Regions from separate parts of the Mus musculus genome. Here region 1 is linked to region 2. A link is a contact called in public promoter capture Hi-C data. All regions are on one chromosome and are shown on one strand. The core of a region is the stretch at or near the end of the contact, and the rest is flanking DNA. Distances in the headings are between cores, read along the strand shown.

What was found. Promoter capture Hi-C pulls out the DNA fragments that hold promoters and counts their contacts.
Region 1: a promoter capture Hi-C map of liver shows a contact between it and region 2, with 2.7 times the contacts expected there. The contact joins the promoter of 1810034E14Rik here to the enhancer-like site in region 2. A contact is called at or near these places in 8 of 39 promoter capture datasets (the 3T3-L1 cell line, the C10 cell line, embryonic stem cells and 4 more), 5 of 484 Hi-C or Micro-C datasets (cerebellum, liver and nephron progenitors) and 1 of 9 other capture datasets (liver).

The regions. Positions count from the first base shown.
Region 1 is chr13:64,245,732-64,251,185 of GRCm38.p6, reverse strand. It overlaps 1810034E14Rik (RIKEN cDNA 1810034E14 gene), which reads right to left and starts at 2,486. Exons shown (of 3, transcript NR_045798.1): 1 at 1,983-2,486. It overlaps Cdc14b (CDC14 cell division cycle 14B), which reads left to right. Exons shown (of 14, transcript NM_172587.3): 2 at 3,868-3,958; 3 at 4,586-4,661.
Region 2 is chr13:64,103,616-64,109,406 of GRCm38.p6, reverse strand. It overlaps Slc35d2 (solute carrier family 35, member D2), which reads left to right. Exons shown (of 12, transcript NM_001001321.3): 7 at 980-1,082; 8 at 2,300-2,392; 9 at 4,607-4,674. Among named protein-coding and RNA genes, the nearest start is that of Hsd17b3, 17 kb to the right of the region's middle. Within about 2 kb of position 3,521, at least 28 of the 459 cell types and tissues checked have an H3K27ac peak or open chromatin away from gene starts, as enhancers often do. A contact at or near this core is called in liver, where this site is marked.

The DNA.
Region 1 (5,454 bases), core at 1,237-3,736, 140 kb before region 2:
ACCCCCAAGCCCCAAAGACTCGGGCGTGGTGGTACATGCCTTTAATTCCAGCACTTGGGAGGCAGAGGCAGGCGGATTTTTGAGTTCAAGGCCAGCCTGGTCTACAAAGTGAGTTCCAGGACAACCAGAGCTATGCAGAGAAACCCTGTCTCGAAAAAAAAAAAAAAAAAAAAAGGTTGTGTGAATCTGTGTGTGTTGTGGGGTCAGAGGATGACTCAGGAATTCATTCCGTCCTTCCACAGTGTGGATCCCAGGAATTGAACTCAAGTTGTTAGGCTTAATAGCAAATGCCTTAAGCCATTGAGACATCCTGCTACCCTGCTTCTTTTAGTTTGTAAAAAAGGTTTGTTTTTAAATCCTGAGGCTAGGTGTAGAGGCACACCTTTAATCCCAACACTCATGGAGGCAAAGCCAGGCTGATCTGTGTTAAAGGCTAGCCTGACCTACCTGTTAAGTTCCAGGACAGCCAGGGGGATATAGAGAGACACTGTCTCAAAAAAAAAAAAAAAAAAAAAAAAAAACAAAGCAAAAAATAACCAAAACAAAGTAAGCAAGCAAACAAAAGTCAAAATCGTGCAATTTCCAAAGATTAGAGAGTGCACACCTTTCAGTGTGTGGAGAGGGCCCTCTTCAGGCAGCCTCATGAAGTGCTTCACATCTCAATATGAATTTAGCTTTGAATAAACATTACCCTGCAAGCTTAGTTTTCAAAATCTTGCCCTTTTGAATAGATAATATGTAACCAAAAGTTCAAAAGCTATAAAAAGGCATAAATCTTTCTTACTCTCCTTTGTTTCATGCTGGGTCATCTGCTCTAAAAAATGCTAAAACTGCTTAACAATTTTCTGACTTAGGTGTCAGTAGTTGCAGGCACACAGGTTTTAAGGCACACATGGAAGGCATCCTCACGGGTAGGGGTGCTTGCAAGACGGCCTGATGACTTTAGGTTGGTCACTGGAACTCACAAGGTGGCAGGAGATGAAAGGACCTCAAAGAGTGGTCCTCTGACTGCCACACACACATAATAATGAAAAGAAAAAAAAAAACCTCAAACTTTAAAATGGCATTTCTGTAATTTTTGTAATAATATAATTGAAACTGGGTTTGCTTGGTGAATTTAGAATATTCTTGACTTGCTTATTGTTTATTACTGTGAAAACTAAGGAATGTATCGCCAGGGCGGTGGTGGCGCACGCCTTTAATCCCAGCACTTGGGAGGCAGAGGCAGGCGGATTTCTGAGTGTGAGGCCAAACTCAGGTCTACAGAGTGAGTTCTAGGACAGCCAGAGCTACAGGTACAAGTATAGAAAGAATCCGTGCCCCATACTGACTGCTGTGGGGTGTGTGTGTGTGACAGAGAGAGAGAGAGAGAGAGAGAGAGAGAGAGAGAGAGAGAGAGAGAGAGAGAGAGAGAGAGAGAGAGAGAGGTAGGTCATGATCTCAGTCTGATACATCTGAGATTCTAGAATAAGGTTAAGAAATATGCAGGTCTTTGGGGATCACAAATAATGTGTCATTTTTAGGAGAACTTGCCCTTTTCATTTTCTTTCAAGGGACTTTCATTGGCGACTTTTCACTTCTCAGCACTTTTCTGTAGAAAGTTTGGGAAAACTTGGGGAGGTAATAAAGATCTACAGACTCAGCACCATATGACACCCAACAAAAGTGGGGTCAACTCCATCCCATCCTGTGTGTTAACTTGTTCCCTTGAGATTAAGAACATAGACTGAAAACTGTGAATGGTTGCTAGGAAGCACATCAACTGTTTTGCTTTTAGACCATCCCCATACCTTTAACATAGCAAATGACCGGAGTATTACATTTATTTTAATTAAAAATTTGTGCGCCCTACCCCCACTGTGTGGGGAGGTCAGAGGATAACTTTGTAGAGTGGTTTCTGGGCATTAAACTCTGGTCCTCAGGCTTACAACATTGAAGGGCAAGTACTTTTACCTGATGAGTTTTCTTTAGGGGAGACTGACCTTGAACTCTTGATCTTCCTTCCTCTTTCTGCCTCCACGTACTGGATTATATTCATGTCCAACTCCAGCAGAGTCACTTGGCAGTTTCCGAACTCTGGTGCAAGAGCCCAGGTGCAGGCCTGTCTGATCTGAGCTGTGACTCTCCGTTGCTTGGGTCGGGGAGTGCCCCCTGGTGGCAGGCAGCGGTGGTGGGCGGGAGACCGAGTTTGTGGGGAAGGTTGCGCCGGCCTGGCCTCTAAATCCTTTATCACGCGTGCCTGGGTCGTACCGGCCAGCCGGTTTTGAGCTGGCCCAGTGTACCCAAAGCTAGCTTAGTCGCTCCCTTTTCAAGACATCTGGTCTCTGGCCGCGCGTGCCTGTGTGTCTGCTTTCTTCCTTTGCAGGACACTTGGACCTAGTTGCGTGTGCTCGTGGGCCAGGTCTCTTTCCTTCTCTCTTTCTCCCTCTGCAGGGCGGCTGACCTCTGGTCGCGCCTGCCCGTGGGCCTGGCCCCTTTTGCAGGAGACTGGCCCCTGGCTGCCCCAGGGACGTCCTAGAGTTTGGACTTCCGGGGTTGGCTCCCAGTCTGCTGCTTGTCACCCGCCAGGGCGTTTCCGTGCCCATGCATGGGCGCGGCCCTTTAAACTTCACTGTTTTTTAGACTTTGGGGGTGTGGTCACACTTTCTTTTTTTTTCTTCCCGTCCGTCCGTCGCGGTCATCCCAGACTCGCGGGTCCTTCTCTTGCCCTGCTTTCCAGATGCTTTGGAGTCATGAGACGGGAGGGCGCAGGGACCCCTCTGATGGCCGAGGTGATCCGAGGTGAGTGCACGGGGCAGGACTTAGGATGGCTGGAGGAGCGACTTGCTGCCCTAGGAGCCCAACTGGCCTCCTTTCTGGGTCCACTGACTTTGGGGGTAAACCTTAATGTGCCTTAATGTGCTTGTGACCCCTATGTCCTACAGCCTCTCCACCCACCCTGTGTGGGAGCTGGTGAAATTCCCAGTCCAGCCAAAGATCAAAGGTCATTTGTGATTAGAAAGGACAAAGCCCTGTCACCCATTTGAATGCGGCTGCAAGAAGTTTGTTGCATTTACTAGGAGATATTTGCAGCTGTTCTGAGAGAGGAGATACAGATTGGAAAGTTTAAAGTACCATTTGAGAAAAGGACGTCTCGGCTCTTGTTTCTTACCACTTTGATTTTTGCCATGTTTTGGGTGTAGGTATCTGAGTGCTGTTAAGATGTTGCCTTTTTCTGGGGGTTGGTGGGAATAAAGATGGATGGAGCCTTTGAACATCACTTCCCTTCTTGCTGAACTCCACAGCATCTGACTCATGCAACACAGATTCTACCCCAGTCTGGCCTCCCCTCACATTCACCTTGATTTTAAACAGCAATTTATAAGAAACCCAAAGCAGTGATTCCAATTTAAAAAATACGTATCTATGAGATTAATTGTATAAACATACCACCTTGTGTTCTATAGTTGTAAACAGCAACATGTATTTTCATGTATTGCTACATGTATTTTCAGTGTGTCATCGTAAACTTAATGCATGGTTATAGGCTAGCTATCAGAGGTATGCTGAATTTCCTGAAATTTCTTAGTCTAGTTGCTGCAGAAACTGAAACAGTACCACTACATGAAATAATCACCTACCACCATGGTCCTTACTAAGATTAAGACAATTTCTTCTTTAAAGCTTTGCTTATTTATTAATATTCACCAAAGAGACTTTTTGAAGTTACACATTGTCACCTCTGCCATCTGAAACATGGGGTGGGGTGGGGGGGACACAACAAAATCAAACAAGCCATCTTTGAATTCATCAGAAAGGAGTTGGGTCTTGGCTGGGGACACCTGTTTAAGAACTTGAAGAAAAGAACACTGCTGTTTTCCATTGCAGATCGCCTTTGTTTTGCCATTCTCTACAGCAGACCAAAGAGTGCAACAAACGAACATTATTTCAGCATAGATAACGAGCTAGAGTATGAGAAGTAAGTATTGCCTCTTGGAAGACTCAAACTTTTGAAATTTCCTCTGAGGAATCTCTAGGTATGTGTGCAGATGACATAGGCTTGGAAAAATTGTATATCTGAAAAACACTTGCAGCTGGGTGCTGTTTCAGATTCTTGGTTAAAAAAAAAAAGATCTTTGAGGATACAAAGAACCTCTATTTAAACCCTGATTAGTTATTCTTATAGTTTATACTATAGAGCTGTGTAAAATAAGAATGTGTAAAATACTGGTTTTGCTAGTGGATAATATGTCAAGAACAATTTTTTTTTTTAAATTGAGGTTAGTTATTCTACGATTGGTGTGTGTGTGTGTGTGTGTGTGTGTGTGTGTGTGTAGGGCTATGTTAGGGGGAGGTAACAAGATCTGGTGCAAGTAGCTGAGCTCTCTGCTAATGAGGTGCATAACTCTAGCTCACTTGTTGAATAATTATGTAGGTATTGTTTACCAGAATAATTCCTTCTGTTAGTATTAGTAGGGCAGGACCTTAGAATTGTATGGCCAGTGTTAATTTGGGTTGGTGGATGCCCTCTTGCCGTAATTTTAGGAGCGTTTACATTCAGAGCAGCTAAAACATGTATACTTGTTTCTATTTATTTTTTTTAAAGCTTCTATGCGGATTTTGGACCACTCAATCTGGCCATGGTTTACAGATATTGTTGCAAGATAAATAAGAAGCTCAAGGTAAATCTTTTAACTCAAGGTTTGACTGAAGTGATCAGATTCAAAACGGGAAAGAGTGCTTCTTCCTCTTACAAAACAAAACCGTTTGAGACCAGGTGTGCTGAGCACTCAGGCGAGAGATCCCAAGTTCAAGACAAGCCTGTGCTACACAGCAAGATCTTATCTTTAGAAAACAGAAAAAGTTTACCAAGACACCAGTTGCCTACTGAGTTATGTTTTAGGATGCTTTGAAAACGTAGCGAACGTTTAGAAGGTGTGGCGGAGCGCCCCCGGTAGTCTCAGTACTTGGAAGAAATAGCCGTGAGATCACTTGGTGCACAGCGGCTGTTTAAGACTGTACAGCCTGACCGACATTGTGAGATTTTCTAAGTGGTGTTTCTCATTGTGGGAGTATTTATTTAGATTGTGTACTTTTATTTTTCTGAGTCTGCAAAAAATGGCTCTGTAATCAAGAGTGCTGGATACTCTTTCAGAGACCCACACTGTACATCATGACTATCTGTCACTAGAGTTCTAGAGGACATGACACTACCTTCTGGCCTGTGTGCCTCTGCAAGCACATAGTACATTCATACGTGCATGCAAGCAGAAACACATGTTAAAAATATTCTTTTTCCTAAACTTATACTGCCATCTATTTGTTTCCTAGAGTTTTTTCTGGGCTTTGAGACACACTTATATGCAACCCCGGCTGGCCTAGAAGTGTCTGCATCCCCTCATGGATACACCAACACATGTCACTTGTGTTTTCTAATTTTAATGGAATGGGTTATATTTGGGTTCTTTGGTTCCG
Region 2 (5,791 bases), core at 2,272-4,771:
TCCCAGTTTGTCTTTGGCACTGAAACTTTTGCTTAAAATATTACATAAACCTCTGTATCCAACTGTTTAGAGGCTCATTTTTTCTGTGGATTACTGTGCATGAAAAATACTAACACAATTTGTATTCCTTTTTATTTGTCTGTGAAGTTAGCAGTCCCCAACCAGCGAGATGCAATGTTACTATGTTATTATGTACTACAAAGGGGTATTGTGTGAGCTGCAGACCCTCCTGGGCAAGTGTAGTAAAATCCTGTCTCAGTAACAACCAAGTAACCAACTAGTTAGCTAGCTAACTAAATTCACAAGCTCCAGGTATTCATCCCAAGAGGGTGTATGAAAGGTTTGTCTTCTGACAACTTAGATTATGGGGTAAGCAGGAAGTGTGGGTGGGCGAATCACATCTCGGGACATAGTTGTCTGCCTCATCCAAATGTCATGTCCCTTCGACATTTTTATGTTAGTGCTACTAATTTAGGAGGGAAATTGCTGAGGTGCTCAGAGTCCTGGAAGGAAGGAAGCTTGGAAGGCTTGTATAGGCACATAGGGCATGCTTCACCCTTTGACAGACAGGGAACTGTCTGGGCACCAGATGGAGGTGTCACTCCCAGGCTGTCCCCTGGGGGTGGCCCTGCTTATAATAAACAGGGCGCCTGGTGGGTGGTCAAACGGTGCCCTCAGGACAGCCAGGGCTCACTAATGATAGTGCCAACCTATCAGTTAGCAAACAAAGGGTTTGCAGTTAAAGCTAGGCAGTTCAGGTCCCCAGGTCTTAAGCTAAGTGTAATTAAACGGAGATCGCCTGATCAGCTGTCTTGTTCTTATCTGGGAGGAACTGGAGGAGTTACTGCTAGTGGGAGAATAATTTGCCTAAGAAAAGATGATACTAGCACTGCACACAGATCTGACCAGACCACAAGCAAGTTCCGAGGTCAGCTTGAGAATGTCTTTATAACTCTCCTCTTCCTGTTCTCCCTGCCAGCTCTGACCTCACATTCAACTTGGAAGGCTACATTTTTGTATTCTTGAATGATATCTTCACCGCGGCAAATGGAGTTTATACCAAACAGAAAATGGACCCGAAGGTACCGGACCTTCCCTCCTGCAGCTTTACCCCCGTGCCATCTGGCTCCTGGAATGACATGAAAAAGGACAGTGAGCGTGTTCAGTTGGCGTGTAACTCGATGCACGTCCTGTGATCTAGAAACTACTGATTTCTTCTTAATTATCTTATTTGCATGAGACCTTGTTATTCTTGCTATTGCAAGAAAAAATGTCACTATTTTAGATGTTCAATCAGTATGTATATATATGTGTGTGTGTGTTTGCTTTTCAAAATGTACATGAATATATATGTGCATATGTATTTGTGAATATATGTGTATGTACATATGTATATTTATATACATTTTGAAAAGCAAATCCATTGTTTTAAAGCAGCATCATTAATGACCGTGACAGATTCAGAAGGAGGTGGGACAGTGCCTGTAGATTTCCAGCTGTGAGCTTCGGAAACTCACAGGCCATTACGCCTTTAGACTTTCATTTCTCCAAATGTGTTTCCTCATGAAGTGAGGTGTCTGGCGGTCATTTGTCATGTCCTCCAGTACGAACCACCTCTTCAGATCGCAAGCTGTCGGGGCTGCCTGTCGTGCTGCCCCAGACCTCACCCAGCCCCAGCTGTGACCGGAAGCTGTCTGGGGTGAGCCAGCATATGGGTTTTTGTTCTGGGCTCTTTGTGCTTTGTGAGGGAGCTCTCATTGACTGATGGGTGCTTTTCTGTGAGCTATTTTTAAAATCTGTATGCCCATTTGTTTCTTTGAATGGTGACAGTTTTACAAAAACAGGTCCATTGCCTTCCTGAAAATACAATATGTCACCCCCCCCTTTTTTAAAGGAGAAGTGGGTGGTCACTTTAGTAAAAGCAAACATGATAGGTTCCTATTCTTTAACGGATGGAGCAGATGTTTTAAAAGAATTAGTTAACATTTTAAATTTCCATTATCTCATTTCAGATTTGCTACTTTGAATAACGTGCTTAATAGTGGAGTGTTAGAGATGGGTAGGGCCTCAAGCCTTCTGTTTTCATCCATTGTACATGTGCTTGTTGGTGTTGAACAAATATTTATTCCAAAGTTACAACACAGTGCAATGGTCCATTTTACAACAGACATGGGCCAAAAGTCTTACAGTACATTGCCAGCCTTTTAAACATTCTAATTGTGCATAAATAGACAAATCAGCCCAGAAGACACGATACCTTAGAGCTCTAGAGTTGAATGCAATCTTCTTATTTTCACAGGAGCTGGGGAAATATGGAGTGCTTTTCTATAATGCCTGCTTCATGCTCATCCCAACTGTCATTATTAGCGTCTCTACTGGAGACTTTCAGCAGGTAAATATGGCCCGTGTTATAAACATGGTTAAGGTAGGTGAGGCCGAGCTAGGTGTGCTAGGGTGAGTGTGTTCAGTGTGTCATTGACTTTGTTGTATTTTTTTACTTTGTGGGTAAATTGAGAGTTAGACTCTTTGTTAGTGGAGAAGTAATTTATTAAATTCTCATATTCTAGGAGAACTTTGCCTCCTGATGTGGTGCTAGTTCACCCACTGCTTGCCCTCTCTGGCCTCTTCAGTTTAGACTCTAGAGATTTAGGCAGAAGCTCTCTGAATTGAGCGATTACCAGGCACTGAAATTGCAGATGGACTGGAGAGCTTTGTAGAATTATTATTTAGAAATATATATATATAACTAGAATAATACACTGAAAGATCTAAGAGCAATATCCAGGGCTGGGGATGTAGCTCAGTGGTAGAACACTGGCTGGCATGCACAGGACTGTGGGTTTGATCCTCAGTGCCACAAAGGGGAGTGGGGGGATCAAAGGACTTTTTTTATTCCTCTAAAATGATAAAATACAAAAGCTATAATGTTTAGAATACAATTCATTTGGGCTGGAGAGATGGCACTTGCTGCCAAGCCTGATAACCTGAGTTCCATCGCCAGGAGCCATATTACATATCGAGAGAGCTGATTCTGGCAGACTGTCTGTGAGTACCGTGTGTGTGCTGTGTCTAAACCACATACCTACACCACACGCACGCACAAATGTAATAGAAAACCTAAAGATAAAATATGAGTATACCTTTACTAAAGTATTAGATGGCAAGAGATGACCAGAGATGTAGATATACACTGTAATTAGTAATGAAAATGAGGGAGAGTCCCTAGCAGGTAAATGTGATCTGTTTTCACTCGGCAACTATCTGAAATGTTCACTGAATTACTCCAAGATCTTTTAGCTGGTTGCATGACTGAGTCCATTTTAGATTATGAACTAAATATGATAAAGAGGGGAGTTCATGTACACTGAACTAAATACACTGGAAGCTGACGGATAACACGGAGTGAAATATTCTCTCTCTGTCATTGGAGGAAGAATGAATGAGTCAACAGGGAGAGATGGAAAGGCCAAAGTTTTTGGTGACTCACTACTCTGGGAAGTGAGTCCTGGACTTTGGACTTACAGTCGGTGGATTATTAACTGTGGGAAATGAAGTCAGAGATAGCAGCCCTTCTGTTAACAAACCCCAGGTCCTTGGGAGATGCTCATTTGACCTTCCCTCTAGGAGGCCAAAATACATGTAGTGTGTTGCAACTGAGGGAGAGGGATTTTAAAATATTGATTTTTTTTCTGATTGACCCCCCCAAAGTGCAAAAGATTCATAATCTAGCATGCTTTGTATATTCTGTTTCTTCAAATGTTACCAGTATAGATTCATTCTTAAAGATAGAAAACTAGTGTTTATTAAAGTGTGCACTGGTGAAGAACATATGTATTTTAAGAAATATTACTAAATAACCCTCTCTGGGTTTATGTTGTCCAGAGTAAATAATTTTTATTGATTGTTTATATAAATACTTCTAGCTCTTGGTTTTTAACTTATTACAATTTGGTTATTTAATTATGTGTGTGTGTGTGTGTGTGTGTGTGTGTGTGTGTGTGTGTGTGTGTGTGTGTGTGTGTATAAGGATGTTGCCTTAGTTAGTGACCAAGGCAACTCTTATAAGGACAACATTTAATTGGGGCTGGCTTACAGGTTCAGAGGTTCGGTCCATTATCATCCAGGCAGGAACATGGCAGCATCCAGGCAGAAATGGTGCAGGAGGAGCTGAAAGTTCTACATCTTCATCAGAAGGCTGCCAGCAGAAGACTGGCTTCCAGGCAGCTAGGATAAGGTTCTTATACACTTATGGTGACACACCTACTCCAACAAGGCCACACCTCCAAATAGTGCCACTTCCTAGGCCAAGCATGTACAAGCCATCACAGATGTACTCATGACACGCTGCACATAGGGAATCAGAAGGCTACTCAATAAGTAACAGCAAAACCTTTTTATGATGGAAACTTTCAAACGTAAAGGTTTGGAAAGTAGTACAATAAGCCCCTGTTTAACTAGTTATTGATATTTAATGCATTGTCTCTTTGATAGAACTGTGTAATTATTGTCAATGCATCAATGGCACAAAAGGTGGTAAGGTTGTGCTAACTGGATTTAAGCTGAACTGTCACTAACCGCACGATGGATCTTTTCTTTGTCATCACAGGCCACTGAATTCAGACACTGGAAGAATGTCTTATTTATCATACAGTTTCTCCTTTCCTGTCTTTTGGGGTAAGAAACTGTATGTAAGTGGAGAAGTCGGTTGATGGTATTTCTTGACAAGTCAGATCTAATTTGTCTGCCTGTCTCTTCTGCCAGAATCCTCTTTCTTGTGTTTCTCTTGACTTTATCTGGGCAGGGCACCCCTCCCCTGTACTCCCAACACACACACAAGCCCTGCATTTGCAGGCTCTGTTGGTGCTGGAAGTACCGACTTTATATCCTGGTGGGTCCAAACACTTCAGTATCACAGCTATTTACAGAGGTCAGAGAGAGTGCTGGGTCCCCTGGAACTGGAGTTACAAGGTGGTACAGTCATCATGAGGGCAGTAAGAACCCAATCCAGGTCCTCTGCAAGAGCAGCAGGCGCTCTTAACACACTGAGCTGTGTCTCTGGTCTCTGTTACCCCTCCCTTTAGCTTTATTGGATTTAATAGTTATTCTGGTGATGGAGTTCTTAATTTAATTTATTATTACTCTCTCTCTCTCTCTCCCTCTCTGTGTGTGTGTGTGTGTGTGTGTGTGTGTATGTATCTGTCTGTCTACCCATGTGCCACAGCACACGTGTGGAGGTTCAATCTTGGATTTGACACTTAACTAGCTCTGGGTCTGTGGACAAGCTGCTTAGCCTCTCCGAGCCTCATGCTGCTTTATCTTTGAAATGGGAATGTTGAGCTCAAGAATCACATTCATGGGGCTGGGATATGCAAGCTGGAGGATTTAATTGTAAAGTGGACTTGGGACATACTAAACATATAGAAGGGGGTCAGTAAGAAATGCTAAGCTGTGCACTGTGGAGTACGCCTGTAGTTCCGTCACCCGAGAGGTTGAGGATGGAGATTCTTAAAGTTCACAGCCTGACTGAGTTAGAAGGAGAGGAAGAAGAAACAAACAAACAAACAGAAACAGCCTGAGTTGCAGTTGTCCTGACTCCCACCTCCCAAGTGCTGGGATCACAGGGTCACAATGCCACACTAAACTAGTAATGCTCTCTCTCCTCTTGAACTCCGTTGAGCTCTGCTGTCTGCTTTCTTTTCACGGACTTCGTCAATAGTTTTTCTTCTCTTCCATGTACTAACCTTCTATTATTAAGTTTTAATTCCAAAGCCCTGTTAGAAGAAAGTCCCAG